Linked DNA regions of Danio rerio: region 1 is linked to region 2. A link is a contact called in public Micro-C data. All regions are on one chromosome and are shown on one strand. The core of a region is the stretch at or near the end of the contact, and the rest is flanking DNA. Distances in the headings are between cores, read along the strand shown.

Region 1 (2,700 bases), core at 38-2,537, 56 kb before region 2:
TCACGCCCATTTCACAGACACCTTTTGTCTGCTGTCTGAATAACTGGAGCGCAAGTATCTACCGGTGATTACCTAATGATATAACTGGGGATACAATTATATCAAATGATTGTTTTAAGAAAACATGTTCACAATTTTTAATGAAATAAATAAAACAGAGAAATTCTTTACTGAAATGACATCATCCTTTAACTCTGTTGAACAAGTGCGAAATGAAAACTGGAAAACCAACCTGGTAGCCCATGATCTCGGCGTTGTGCCTGTCCTCCATCTCATGAATCTGCCTTTCAAGAGATTCATTTGTACCCCTCAGACTCTCGATCTCGATGGTCTTGGACTGCAGCTGCCTCCTGAACTCGTTGAGCTCCTCCCTGCTAGCGCGAATGACCTCGTTGCTCTTGTTGGCCTGTTCGCTAAGGTCGGCGAACTTGGACTTGTACCACTCTTCAGCCGACTGCAAGTTCTTGCTCGCCATTGCTTCATACTGGCCGCGAATATCCTTTAGGGCGGAGGTGAGGTCGGGTTTGGCCACTTCCATCTCCACGGACACCTGGCTAGCCTGGATCATGTTCATGAGCTCGGCCACCTCCTCCTCGTGCACCTTCCTTAAAAAGTTGATTTCATCCAGAAGGGATTCGACCTTTTTCTCCAGGTCTAGACGCACCATGGAGGCGTTGTCCACGTCCTTCTTGAAAGCTCTCAGGGTTTGCTCGGCCTCCTCGCGCATTCTCATCTCTTCCTCAAACTTCTCGTGAAGTTTCTGTAGGTCTTCCTCGATACTGTCGCGCTCGAACATCATCTGGTTCTTCTCGGCGTTGAGTTCCTCGAGTTGGGAGCGCAGCTCGCGGATCTCCTGCTGGTAAAGTTCGGCCAGACGGGACGGTTCTGTCTGGCGCTGGCGCAGAGTCACGAGTTCGGTTTCCAGCACTTTATTGTGCTGCTCCAGATTGCGAACTTTCTCAATGAACATCGCGAAACGGTCGTTGAGCCCTTGCATCTGCTCCTTCTCATTGGTGCGGATGATTTTAAACTCATTGTTAAGCACGGTACTCTGGGTGAAATCGAAGCTGTCCAGAGAAGAAGACGGGAAGCCAGATCGGGTGGAGCGCTTGTAGGAGCTTGGGATGTTGGGGCGGTTCACAGACTGGGATTTAAACCCGCTCCGGGAGCTGCTCAGCCGGGATGGAGAGGCTGAGAAACGGGTGGAATCTCCGAAGATCTTCCGGTAGGAAGAGGCAGAGTAGATGTCGGATCCGTAGCTCATCTTGGCGTTTGACGATAAGGAGCAGAACTCCGGCGGCGTCTCCTTTTATAGCAGGACCGTCCCAATCAATAATTTAGCCACGCTTCTCCTCGCATCAACCTTCCTCACTGCAGATGTTTTAGGTGGACAGAGCCCAAAGAAATGTGACGAATAAGCTGATCTATGGGTTATTTTAACTTTAAAGGGGCAAATAATGATTTCTGTCTATTGAGGATGTTCACACAATCCTTCAGGCTGGAAACTCGATAGCAGCGGGCGGATGGAACTGTCCATTTTGGCGCAGTGCTGATGTCAGCAAAATACCTACGTTAATCACACTCATGGCACATCTGAAGAATACCTATATATTGCTTAATCTCTAAAAAATGACATCTATCCAAAACACACCCAACAATATTGTAACATTGTGATAAATCCAAAGATAAGGATATTATATTATATTATATTATATATATATAAATATAATAATAATATTAATAATAACAATAATAATAATAATAATAATAATAATAATAATAATAATAATAATAATAATAATGCATTATGTAATGTTGAGGAGCCATGGGGGCATTAACAGTCAGAAAATGGGCTAGCATTAAAACTAATTTTGCCTAGGCCCCTGGCTGCATTCATTCCTAATTCAACGACGAGATCATTTAGTTCAACTTTAATCAGTGGTGCAATGGTCGTTGCACATGATTCTGGGAATGTCTTTTTCTCTGTAAAAATATAAAGTAATAGTTTACGCAATAAATTTGTTTGACTTGTAGGTAAATATATTTTAAAAACATGAAGCAAACTTTGTGTACTTTATTTAAAGCAATTTTACAACCGTACAGTTATTTATTACTTATATGTTCAGTTTTTATAGAAGTAATGGTTTACTTTTGTTTGTTTCACACCAAACAAAAATTCAAGACTAATAAAACTATGGCTTAACCTTTTTCAGTCTCAACGTTGTTGAAAAAGTTAGATTTTTACCAATAAATATATTTTGTATATTGTGAATATAAAAACATAATAATTGATTAAACTGGAACCTACTAAAAAGTTTCAAGTCTTTGGGCGACACAAAAGAGGTTGTCTTTCGTCTACGAGTAGTTATCCAAGGCTGCCATCTGTTGGCAGATTGAAAGCATAGAGACAACATTTAGCATCTGATTTTATCCAAAGCGATTTAACAACTGAAGCAATCAATCTATTGTAACAAACAATGAGAAGTTTGGCAAACTGTTCATGTATTGCCTTGTTGAATGTTATTAGTTTAGTGTTATTGGGGCAGATTTTTTTTGTAATATAATTTGATATGATAATATAATTATCATATCATATAAAAAAAGACTTGTATTTCAATGCAGACAATACAGCAAACATTATAAAATGTGTTCCTCATGATTTTACTGATTAATTTTACTTTAACTTATTTAATTGTATTT
Region 2 (2,700 bases), core at 23-2,522:
GACTGCAAAAGAAACCAGCTCACACGCTCCATCAGCGAAATCAAACCACCGCATCTGTTCGCTCAACCACCACAGGAAATCACACACTGCCACGATGAAGACGATGATGAAGAAGAAGAGGAAGAGGAGGAGGAGTAGACGGTTTTGACCATTTGAAGGGTAAAACACGCTGGATGATAAGGAGGAGGAAATGGATGAGTTGATGTATGAAGCTGAAAACAAGTGCAGTTCACCCTAACTGACGGTTTCCTGTTAAAGATGACTAAAGAAATGAACAAAGGTTTGTTTAAAAAAAAACATTGGATGGCAATCATTTATCGCTCACTATATATTGTCATGTGATATTCATCCAGTGGAAGGGACACTTACTTTACTGTGAACTGATGGTAAAACTTGCGAGTTTACATTAGACATTCATGTATGATCATACATGCAGCATATTGGTGAAACCTTGCGTTATTTTTTTATACAACGACTCGAAAAATCAGAGTCTTGATAGGTGTTAAAGTGCGATACACATGTTTTTAAGGATGTTAGAGAAATATTTTACTATATATTTTTTAGTTTTAGAGTAACTTCTGAAAAGCCAGTCCATCCAGTCAGATTATCTTGGTTACTACCTCCTGCAAAGGCTGTATCCATTTTTAGAATCCAATTTCTTTGGAATAGGGAAAAAAAAGTGTGTGTATGTTGGCAGAGTGTCTGTGTTGAAATCCAGCACGTGTTGAGAATCTGAATGAAGCACAGAAAGAAAAAAAAGCACGGTTCATTGAGACGTGTGTGAGGAAGTGCAGCCAACACAAGAATCCAGTTACTTGGCAACAACATGTAGCCGTTTGCTGTTAACATCTTGTTTTTAATACAGACATTTTAGCTAACGCTAATGCTACAGTAGTTGCTTGTCATATTAGGGATCACTCATGCACAAAAATGGTCTGATCACAAACATACACATCTAATATTGCAACAAAAATACAAAAATAAACACTATGATTTCACTTTGACTGTTTTTATACTCTTGAATAAGCTAAGCAGAACGCTCTAGTTTTGTCATTACGTGCCATATATCTGCCTGACTTATATCAGATGCAAAAACTATTCAACTAGTCATCATATATACTGTAAGTGACCTTGATATGCAAAAAATAAAAACAAAAAAACAAGTGAGGAGTTTGTTATCACACATCAGTCATTGGGAGAAAAAGTAGAGTAGCAGCTGGGCATTGTGAAAGGAATGGGTTGAGAATGAGTGCTGTTGCTCTGGTGATCGTTTCTATGGAATTTAGTGACTCATGTTGAACTCTGTTGATGGTTTACTCCCATGTGGACCAAAACGGTGTGGAGATGTTGATTGATTTAGCTTCAAGGGTCCTATTAGACACTATTCAGTGTCGGTTGTTAAGAAATAAACATTGTTATTAAGAATTACGGTAGTTAATGGTTTATAGAGAACACTGTTTGGCTTTGGGAAGCGTTCCAAGTGCATGAAACAGGTAGATTAGGATGATCGTGTGACTTTCATATGCATTACTCAAAGATAATAGGACGTAGGATCTAAATGAAGCTACCTGAGCTGTAATGCAACATGTGATACCTGTATGCATATTATAACTGTATATTATTTTGTTTTTTTTAGAGAATGTGTTTTTTTTTCATGGGTCTGACTGTCAGTTTTTCTAAAGGGAAGACCGAGTAGGAAGGTTTGTTATGAGGCACAAAATAGTTTATTTTTTTTAGATTTTCAAAAGTCTGTTTCTAAGGAAGCTGTTAAACAAGATATTTTTAAACATACATTGCATATTTTATATATGTCAATACAAATGGACATCCCAAAATGGGGCAGTTCTTTTAAAAATATACTTGTTCTTGGTCCAGGTCTTTAGAGACTGTGGTATAGGGAGTGTTTATGTCCAAATTTTTATCGTCCATCTCTTTTTTTTTTTCCCCCTCTGTTTCCATTGGCTTTGTATACAAACTCAACATTGTGGGTGTGTGTGTGTGTGTATATATATATATATATATATATATATATATATATATATATATATATATATATATATATATATATATATATATACACATCTAAAGTATACATAGATGTATGTAGATATAGATAGATAAATAAATAATATGGCTAGTTCCCTGGACATGGAATAAAACTAGTCCTGGGCTAATTTGCACTGGTGTAGGCAGTTATCTTTTTTTTAGCTGTCTATGCAAGGGGAAACTGGCTTAGATTATATTTTAAAGTAATAGAATAGCAAAGGCATAGAGTTTAAACAGTATTCGTCCACTTATGCCGTTAGTTATTATTCTAGATCACATTTCTTTAATCAAAGGTAGCTTTGCATACTGTATGTTTCTGTTTGAACTAGTGTTTTCATAGTATATTCTGGCATAGTTTAAAGTATAGTTGTTTATTAACTGTGCCAATAACCTACTAAATATTTGCTCTTTTCTATTTTTTATCTTATTCCTAATTTGTTTTTTCTTCTTCTTCTTTTAGTTATTTTTCAATTTAAACATTATTCAGTGTAATGTACTTTTTTTTAGCTTTCAGTTTTTTTTTTTTTTTTTTTGTTTTTTTTTTTGAGCAAAATAGCCATGACATTTATTAATCCCATTTTTTCATTTGTTGTTTGTTTAGGGCCTGTGATTTCATGTGTCTAAAGTTTGGTTTTGCTCCCTGAATTACGATAC

Evidence for each region. Hi-C and Micro-C count contacts between places; a contact is called where the count stands out from the background.
Region 1: a contact with region 2 is called in a Micro-C map of caudal fin, with 1.8 times the contacts expected there. The contact joins the promoter of inab here to the enhancer-like site in region 2. A contact is called at or near these places in 2 of 18 Hi-C or Micro-C datasets (caudal fin and hematopoietic stem cells) and 1 of 4 datasets of contacts at active chromatin or transcription factors (embryo).

What each region holds. Positions count from the first base shown.
Region 1 is chr1:35,434,149-35,436,848 of GRCz12tu, reverse strand. It overlaps inab (internexin neuronal intermediate filament protein, alpha b), which reads right to left and starts at 1,287. Exons shown (of 3, transcript NM_131032.2): 1 at 233-1,287. The coding sequence starts at 1,264. The region is part of intron 1 of LOC141385860; the gene reads left to right.
Region 2 is chr1:35,377,678-35,380,377 of GRCz12tu, reverse strand. It overlaps nt5c2b (5'-nucleotidase, cytosolic IIb), which reads left to right. Exons shown (of 18, transcript NM_001079966.2): 18 at 1-287. The coding sequence ends at 138. The region is part of intron 1 of LOC141385860; the gene reads left to right. Among named protein-coding and RNA genes, the nearest start is that of nt5c2b, 49 kb to the left of the region's middle. Within about 2 kb of position 1,272, at least 4 of the 62 cell types and tissues checked have an H3K27ac peak or open chromatin away from gene starts, as enhancers often do. A contact at or near this core is called in caudal fin, where this site is marked.